Regions from separate parts of the Zea mays genome. Here region 2 is linked to region 1. The links are chromatin contacts, called in public Hi-C maps. All regions are on one chromosome and are shown on one strand. The core of a region is the stretch at or near the end of the contact, and the rest is flanking DNA. Distances in the headings are between cores, read along the strand shown. Region 1 holds the start of LOC100276867. Region 2 holds the start of LOC103638085 (CDT1-like protein a, chloroplastic).

Region 1 (4,990 bases), core at 1,565-4,064:
AAAAAAGGTCAGAAAGCGATGTGAGGAGCCCAGGGCGGAGAGACTAGCTAGATAAGATTGGGCCTCAGTGCCTCACCTGGGTAATATCGGAGGCGATGTGCTCCTGCTGCGGCGAAGTGGCTCCTCCGGATTCATCAGCCCGCGCCGCCGGCGGTTTCAGCAGCGAGGGGATCCCTCTCCTCCCTGCCCCTGCCTCCATGCTCTCTCCAGCGTGTTTGTTTGGTCTTCAGCTACTACCTCGACCCACTAAATTAAACTCCCAGCACTACTCTATTCGTTCCCTCTGAGTTCTGCAAGGCTATTGTAGTTTATACAAACATGCAATCACCTACCAATAAACTACTAGCACTAGTAGTGTCATCTAGTTCGGTGGGCTTGCATTGAGCCCCTCCTACCCGCTGCAAGCCCTAAAGCCCCTCCCTGAGGCCTGCATGCTTCACTTGCGTTCAAGAAGCCCATCCGTTTTTTGAACGCGTTGCAGTTGAAGCCTCCTCTCCTTCGGTATTTCACAGGCTGAGCGCGCATGTTGTCATCCTTTTGTGCTCTCAACCATGCAAAATTAAAACAGTTAGCGTTTCCCTGTTAATTCTCATGATATACGAAGCGCCTACTTTCACTGCTTTAGACTGTGCCAAGCAGACTATGTTCTATGTAAAATATTATCTTACATTTCAGACTACACGGCTTTACAGAGCACAGTTTAAAATAAAAGATAAAACAGGATAGCCTGTTGGAGACTGTCTTATGAGTTATTTTTATGCTAAAAGACGATGCAAAACATTTGCAGACAAGCACAGTTATGCCTGCAGCTTCGTCGTTTCCTGCACGGCGGCTGGCACGTTCATCTCAAATCGTGTACGTTTTGTTGTCTATTCCCTTGTCCATTTGGCACTCGACTTTGCTTGAAGCACAGCATCTGAAGTAGACAAAAAAAAAATCTAGAGCCTGAAGCTCATCATCATCATAGTAGCAGCACCGAAATATAACATTGACTGTGACTGGACTTTATGTCAGTCCACGGTAACGGTACAGCTCCACTGTTCCTTTCGTTAGGTGAGGTCCATGAAAATTATTTGCGATTCAGCGCACAGGTACTCGTGATTATCTAGCAAAGCATCCTCCTAGCCTTCAGGGAGCCGGCCATGCTGTACACGGACGGCACACGCTCGACTGGAAAAAAGTGCGGAAAGAGTTCAGGCTATGGAGATCGGTTCCTCTTCCTTCCCATCATTTGCTCCTGCACATTGAAAAAAAAGGCCAAGGGTTTTATTCTAGCCACGATGCATTCGAAATTCAGATGCGAGATTCAGTGAGCTGATCATTTTTTCGCGATTACTTGCCACGAGCAACGTAGATGCGATGCTTTTGTTTTGCGAATAAAAACACAGGTGTGATTCTGTGACCCGAAGAATTCTAGTTCAAGAATTGGGAAGGGGAGACAGAATCACCCTCACTGCACACACTTGTTATTTGTTAAGGGACTCTGGTGGTAAAGCCATGCCAACATGTACAGATTAAGGCATGGTTGGTGCTTTGGTGGACAAACTGTGGATTCATAAATCATAATACCTTGTTAATAGAAGAACAGAATGCATACTCCACGCCTCCAATGAAAACACGGAGAACATGAAAAACCAGAACATCTACCATTGAGATTATGGACTGGATGGTAAATTCAACTATGACGATGAATTGTTCTGACATAGAATAAATTTGTTCTTCGCATCCTCGTTATCAAGTACCAGTATTAGACCATTAGTACAATGTGATTGAGATGCCTGATACATGAACAAGGAAAAGAGCATAACCACACATTTGCAGAATTGCGGCTACAAAAAAAACCTTGACGTATATTTAGTGCTTATTGTGTAATCTCATTCAATATGGTAGTATAGCATAAGCATTTTTTTGCAACAGAATCCTGGAATAAATTAATACTAATTGGACAGGGAACTTCAAATGGATAAAATGGTATGCATTATCAAATGGAAAAAGTGTAAAAACATTATAAGCAATTCTCTAAAATATGGTTCCAGGAGAGCAAGTGTGCAACCCACAAACTGATTTCCAGATTATAATTTTGACACTATATGATGTGCTGTTTAAGTCCCTCCACTCTTCACACAGGAAATTGTAAATTCAGTACAGTAAAGATAATCACAATCATAGTATACTAGTGCAGCAAAGCACCTTGGCAAGTCAGGTGCAAGAGCATAACCTCCACAGTTAGAACAGCGAAATCGCACTAGATTAGTGGCATTTCGACGACCTACCAGATCGTATAACAATTCGTATGTACGAGATTGCAAACTAAATGGGGTACTAAATCGCAACTAGTATACGTTTCGGTGCCAATCAAACGGGAAATTTCATCGGAGTACTACTATGCTCTAGCTCTACAAGACAAAAAATATATATATACAGAATCGAATTATATAGCACGCTAATCATAACACTGCGGCACTTCGACATACTGGATCACATTACCTGGCGGCGCGGGCGCGGGCGCGAGCGGCGCGGGCTCCTCCTCGCCGTAGATGTGGCGGAGCCGGGACGCGGAAATGGGGGAGGAGGGCGCGGCGGCGAGGGCGAAGAGCTCCTCCCGCCAGGCCCACATGGCGGCGGACATAGAGGCGTTGGTGGCTCGGAGAGAGCTCTTCTCGGCCAACAGGCTCTGGATCTCGCGCTGCTGCTCCGACGACTTCCACCCCAGCGCCACCGCCGAGCCCAGCAGCAGACCGCTGATCACCTTCTCCCGGTGCTCCGTCAGCTTGGCCCTGATCCCGCGCAGCGCCGCCTCCATCGCGCTCACTCGTCGTCTGCGCAGATTCGCCGAGCTCCGACGGCGACCCGTGCGGTTAGTCGGGCCCAGCCGTGAACGTGTGAACGGCCCATCGGGACGCAGCGTTCAGTGGGCCTTGTGTTGGCGGGCTCAGTTCAAAACGATTTGCACGTTTGCAATTTTCCCTTTGGATGCAGCACACGGTTTGTATTTCTATCGCTGCGGAACGACGATCTGTGTACCCTTATTTTACTCTTTTAAAAGGGAACGCATCAGCTGCAAACCAAACTTTGTGTAAATTGTGCAAGCAGTTATAAAAAAAATTCAAAACAACCTGTCACCGTGCATTAGCTTTCAAAACAATCCTTCCACCTCCCTAGTATATTTTCAAATACATCCTCCACTTCCAACAACATATTGATTTGCACAATTTGCACCAAATTATTGGTTTGCACCTCAAGCTATGTTTACTCATTTGATACTCACTAAACTAATGGACTAATGATAATAATAATAATAATAATAATAATAATAATAATAATAATAATAATAATAATAACAATAATAATAATAATAATAATAATAATAATGACGACGACGATAATAACAATAATAACCACAATAATAATAATAAAACATAGTGAAATCCTACGTGTAGAAGTAGAACATCCAATTAGAAGTTTAACACCCAAACCCACCCACCCCCCCTTCTTTAACAAGATTCCAGTTTACTTCCTTTACTGAGAAGTCTATTATCGTTAAAGTATAGATGCCTACGTATAGAAGTAGAACATCCAATTAGAAGTTTAACACCCAAACCCAAACCCACCCTCCCACCCTTCTCTAACAAAATTCCAGTTTACTTCCTTTATTGAGAAGTCTATTATCATTAAAGTATAGATGCAAGACCTGTTCTCTCAAACTATGATTCGACATGTACTTCTGAGTACTCTCTCCATTTTTTTATTTGTCGCGGTTTAGTTCAAAAATAAACTAGTCGGCGATAAATATTCGAGAACTCACTTCTCTAACAAGATTCCAGTTTACTTCCTTTATTGAGAAGTCTATTATTGTTAAAGTATAGATGCCTACGTATAGAAGTAGAACATCCAATTAGAAGTTTAACACCCAAACCCAAACCCACCCTCCCACCCTTCTCTAACAAGATTCCAGTTTACTTCCTTTATTGAGAAGTCTATTATCATTAAAGTATAGATGCAAGACCTGTTCTCTCAAACTATGATTCGACATGTACTTCTGAGTACTCTCTCCATTTTTTTTTGTCGCGGTTTAGTTCAAAAATAAACTAGTCGGCGATAAATATTCGAGAACTCACTTCTCTAACAAGATTCCAGTTTACTTCCTTTATTGAGAAGTCTATTATTGTTAAAGTATAGATGCCTACGTATAGAAGTAGAACATCCTATTAGAAGTTTAACACCCAAACCCACCCTCCCACCCTTCTCTAACAAGATTCCAGTTTACTTCCTTTATTGAGAAGTCTATTATCGTTAAAGTATAGATGCAAGACATGTTCTCTCGTACTATGATTCGGCATGTACTTCTGAGTACTCCCTCCATTTTTTTATTTGTCGCGGTTTAGTTCAAAAATAAAACTAACCAACGATAAATAATCGAGAACGGAGGTAGTACAAGTTTTAAATCATTTGTATATATATCAACAGAGAAAAAAATGGTTAATGACAAATCACAAAGAGACTATACTGGACCATTATCCTCTCTTCTGCAAAAGAAAGATACTGATGCAGTACCAAAACTATACTTCCCTGTCATAGAGTACTTCCTCTCACTCTTCGAAACGATAAGTTATTTTATTTAAAAAGATTCAAAATATCTGAAGTTTAACTAAAATTTCTTTTGTATAATAAATTATTTAGAGGTACAAATGTTTTAATATCTTCTAAAATCCAATCTAATTAAACATAAAAATGTTTAACTGGTATGAATACCGTAGCGACAACTATTTTACGATGAAAAAAAGTATCTTAGTTTACCGCAAGTCTGAAATACAATGGCCAATCACCATTATACGTATACATGAGCAGGGCACAGCTAGGGAGCTAGATAGCAAGGGTCGTAATTGGCGTCTTCGCAGCGTCACCGTGCAACGTCAAAGTTGACAACAAGACAATGGTCAACAACATCAAGCTAACAAGACAGGGTTGCTGCCAAAATCATTATCAAACT
Region 2 (4,990 bases), core at 1,828-4,327, 150 kb after region 1:
TTTTTAGTTATTTATTTTTTGTATCATTGCTTGTTGTACCCTAAATGATATTTTACCAACAGTACTATTATGAATGTTACATTTACACATCTTTATGTATTGTCTGAACTGGTTAGTGGTTATACATTGTGGGCTCACTGTTTAAGGACTGCTTCTTGTAAAATCTCTTTATTCATCCTTTATTTGTGCAGGGGTTTGGGTTCTGTGCTAGAACTTAACAATGCATTGGTATCATCAGCATTAGACATTCTTCTCAAGCCTATGTCATGGGGAATATCCATAGAATTAGGGCAGAGATTTCCCTTTTCTCATGCTTACTTCCCAAGCCAACAAAGTGACTTGCTTGCGATACTAACTGGACCCTTATCTTATAAAGGTTTTTTGGACCTAGTTTCTTATATTAGTGCCTTGGTTCATTTGGACAACACAAGAACTAGATGCTCTTCGCAGAAAAACTTACAATTACAACCATCGAAGGGATTGGTAAAATACAATTCTGCTTGGTATGGTTTTTAAATATGCAACACAGCTAGATGTTTAGCATTTGTCTGACAGAAGTTAACTGCACCTGCTATAACTGTGCTTCTGCAGGTACATGATTATTAGTTTCCCTATTTGGTTCAGTTATGCAACTGCTTTACTTTTCCACAGAGAAGGCTCACAAGATTATTTATCAGAAACATTATCCAAAGAGATAACTGCTGAATCAATAAGTGATGTCAGTCTTGTTCAGAGGGCAGCCTTTTACCTTTCTTGGCTGCTATGCCCTTATAATCATGATCAACGCGAGATGCTATCAAACAATATTTTGGAAATATCACATTCTTGGGCTAGGAACAACAAAAAGTGCGTAAGCTACCAAAGTACTGTGAATAATAGGAGGAAACTGCGAATACCCACAGCTGCGGACTCTGAGAAATTCCATGTGCCAGTCAACACTATAAGCTCCCTTGTTAAAGAATTTGATGATCGCTGTGTAAAATGTTGTAGCCCAACTGCCTTTCCTCAAGCACAAGTTGGAAATCTATCGGACCTCCATCCCTTATACTTTAACCTGTTGCATCAGTGGATTCCTTTGGGAGTATTGCTTGTATCACCTAGTTGTGTTAACGAGCAGAACTGTGACATCCTCCTGCGCTACACAAGCACTGGGCAGGTTCTGGAGTCAAATGGAGCACGAGTAAAAACAAAAGATGATGCCACTAATGATGGTTTCTTAGGCAGCTGCATTGGTACTGCTGAGAGATGGGCATTGACTGGAGCATATCTCATCTTTGGCTGGCTTGACGTAGTTGAGGATATGGCCCCATTGATATTTGATTGCGAAGATAAATGTCATAGTTTTGTCAGCCAACTCAGAAACAAGACAGGCCCATACCTGCTCAAGTGCGTGAAGTCATTATTTAAGACGTTGGAACAGCCAAATCAAGATAAAGATTTTGTGATTGATCTTCATAATAGGTTGTTAAACTGGGATAAGAACGTGCAAGGCTGTGAGATATTTGGGGATGTTATCCTTGAAATGAACAAGAAGTTTAATCTTCCTTTGTAGTAGTGACCAGGGATTCTATGCAGCTCTTAAATATTTGAACGTACTTAAAAGATTGTCTTAATATGAGCGTATGAGAAACGGCTGTATGAACCTTAGTTTTTGGCTTTTGTTGAGTTTCAACTCTAGCCTATTCTAAAAGATTTTTGTTGTTGTCGTTTTAAATATCTAAAATGAATGTCGGATTCTTTGCCTCTGTACTCTCCTTTTATAAATTGTTTGCAATTTTGCCTCTAATATCATCTCCAACAATGATTCAATTGAATCAGGACCATATCTTGATTAATAAAAAATGGCTCTAGTAGTGACCTATCTATATTATCCATAACCTTTTTTTCTAATAATATAATTTATTCCTTAAACTACATGATTAGAGTTTAATTGATAGAGCTCAATTTGTTTTTAATGTTCTAATCACTTTAAATGATGCAATACTCTAATTGCACTTTAAATGACGCAATATTTTAATTTTTAAGTCACTATTTTGAGGTACCTTGTTAGAGATACTCTATCCTAATGTGAAAGTTTATAATATAGGTGTGATATAAATTTGACCATAAATTCAAAATCAACATTTTAACTTTGATTCTAAAAATATTTTGGATTTGATAAAAAAAATGGTAATTAACATTAAAAGAAAAAACAACGCTGCTAGCTCTGGACGTTTGAACAGACGCCGATACCGATCATGTCGGTCTCAATGTTGATTGGTTTGATCGTCTAATTGCTGGATCTGATACGATTTGTTCGGTCGATACTAACCATAATTGATCGACTTTAGTGATATAGTTTTTATTGGTCCACATTAGGGATGTATCTAATATTTTAATATAGATATTAATAATATTACGAAGTATAATAATAAATTTCTATATAAATTTATGTATGTATTATTTTCTCTATGCAACAAAAATAGAAACATCTAATCTGTATCCAGATAGGTATCCAAATTTTATATCAAGTATTAAAAATATAGAACAAATTCAGTGTTTACTTTTTATAAAAAATAATAGATTCAATACTAAAAATAATAATATAAATTTACATAGCAAAAATTTATGTGTTTATCCGAATAAGTATCTAAATCCATCCCAAGTCACACGTGCACCACATCAACTAACTGTTATTAACCTTTTGAACTTCAAAATGTTTTAAAAAATTATTTTTTAAATCCTGAAATTCAACGTATAAAGTAGAGTTTATTTATGAAATATATTGTTTATGTTCAGGAAAATATTTTATTTTATGTTATAAAAGAAAAGATGATGTAATGTTAAGGTAAATATAGCTTAACAATAAAATATACAGTATGCACTAGAGCAGCCGCCAACGTGACCCCGATATATGCCAGCCTAATCTTGGCGCGAACGCCTCCCAACTCGCTTGCCCACGTGGCCTCGCCCACACCTCTTCGCGCCATCTCCGTTCCCGCCAGGCCTTGGCGCCAGCTTGTTCCCGCCAGATCTTCGCGCCATCTCCCACCTGGTAACCCGCCGTATATATCCACCGTCCTTATCTTGTTCCCTCAGTCGTTAATCCCCGACCCAAACCACCACTCACCGAGACACCGCAGTCGCCTTCGCCCTCTCAAGATTGAGATGGACGCCACCCCGCCATCCAAGAAGGCCAAGACGACGGCCGCGCCGCCGCCGCGCAAGCTGCGGGAGGCCGCCGCTCTGGCGGACGAGGTCCGGACGCCGGATAAGGCCGCGAAGAAGATGACGCCGGCGGCGGCGTTCGAGCAGATCCCGACGCCGGAGAAGCCGGAGGAGATGCCGAGGGCGCGCGGCCGCAGCGTGGCGTTCTCCGTCAAGGAGATCCGCCGGGCGGCGCTCGGGCTGCGGCGGCCCGCGGCGCAGGCCGAGGCGGCGGTGGAGGATGATCTCGAGTCCGTCGAGCGGGAGCTCGGTGTTGGCGCCGGGGCTGGCCGGAGTCCCGTCAAGCGCAAGGCGGAGGTCAAGCTGCCGGAGAGGTAAAGATCTCTGTCCCCCGATGTGATTCCAGATCTGGTTTGTGCTTGAAAATCGAACCGCTTGCAGATTTCGTATTAGTATCTAGGCATCTAGCAACGCTTACTTTACCTTTTCCCCAATCTGAAGTCTAGCACCTAGTAGCGAATTTATGTAATAGAACATCTAGATACTAAAACCACGAATAATTCTTCACTGTTAGGCGATATGATTCTTTGGTGATGACATATCTTCACTGTTATTGCAGTTATGAGATGCTCTTCGAGTTCTTCAACTGCCTGGAGAGCTCTACCCGACTGCTCCGTATGAAGGGGTCCAAGGCCACGTTCCCCAACATCTGTTCTAGCATTCAGAATTTGACCGAGCGGTATAAATCTTGTTCACAAATACTCATACATTAAACTACAGCGCTGGATTGCTGTATTAACGAGTTTCCTAATTCTGTGACTGCCCACAGGAGATTTACCCACAGCCATCTTGCACAGCTCAAGTACATAATGCCAGAGGCGATCGTCATCAACAAGATCCTTTTGCGTGACGACACGACATGCTGCATGTACCCTGATCTTCAGGTGAACCTCCTAGTTGGTGCTGTTGAGAACGTCCTTAAGCAAAAGGGAGAAACTGCATACCTGGCATTAAGAAGGACCTTTAGGCAGAGGCTCGTGGAATTCTACAGGGAGCACCCTGAGGTAAGGAAACTGCTATTCTTAACACTTGGTTACTGCTTTGTCAGAAGTTCAAGGCTGTTTTTTTCCTTCTAATCAGATGAAGACTGTAATAACATTGCCTCTGTTGTTAATTTCAGGGAGATGACATTCCAGAGCACGAGCTGCCACACCCATTCAACCGAGCGAGATCGAGCTTGCCCCAGGACGAACAAAGGACTGCTCCTGAATCTTCGTCCCCACTCAAGCCATCTGATGTCAATGGACAGCAGCAGACCGCTGCTGTGATGTCGCACATGTCACAGTCGTTCAAGAGGAGGTTCTCGCAGAGATCTCCGATCGGCTCTGCAACAGCCAGTGCACCCAGTCCACTGGTGAAGGCTGCTTCCACTGCTCCATCACCACTGAGCAGAAACTCCCTCTTTGGCTGTGTTGATTCTGGCAGCACTTGTGGTGATGAAAAATCATCAAGTGCCAAAGAAGACTTCTGCAAGTCCGGTGTTTCAGAAAACACCCCTGCAAAGTTTGCCTCCACACCAGCGAGGCTAATGGCGCCTACGCCAGGCCTCAAGACGCCAAAGAGACCAATCTCTGCCACAGGTTATGATACCCCGCCTCTGAGAACGGCGAAGAGATCAGCTCGCGCGAAGCTGTTTACCACTCCAACAAAGAATAACAGTACGGGTGGAGAGAGCCAAAGCGCAAGCGTATCTGGCGCTAGCGCCGACGACGACTTGCTCAGCTTCCTTCCACAGTCCCTCCTTCAGTCGGTAAGCCCCTGCTGATACCTAGAACGGTTTCTC

Evidence for each region. Hi-C and Micro-C count contacts between places; a contact is called where the count stands out from the background.
Region 2: a contact with region 1 is called in a Hi-C map of leaf, with 7 times the contacts expected there. The contact joins the promoter of LOC103638085 here to the promoter of LOC100276867 in region 1. A contact is called at or near these places in 3 of 25 Hi-C or Micro-C datasets (ear and leaf).

The regions. Positions count from the first base shown.
Region 1 is chr9:21,189,620-21,194,609 of Zm-B73-REFERENCE-NAM-5.0, forward strand. It overlaps LOC100276867, which reads right to left and starts at 2,815. Exons shown (of 2, transcript NM_001150571.1): 1 at 2,488-2,815; 2 at 652-1,237. The coding sequence starts at 2,803. The coding sequence ends at 1,194.
Region 2 is chr9:21,336,801-21,341,790 of Zm-B73-REFERENCE-NAM-5.0, forward strand. It overlaps LOC103638085 (CDT1-like protein a, chloroplastic), which reads left to right and starts at 3,078. Exons shown (of 7, transcript XM_008661075.4): 1 at 3,078-3,521; 2 at 3,767-3,886; 3 at 3,977-4,211; 4 at 4,328-4,957. The coding sequence starts at 3,148. It overlaps LOC103638084, which reads left to right. Exons shown (of 6, transcript XM_008661073.4): 5 at 192-503; 6 at 592-1,714. The coding sequence ends at 218.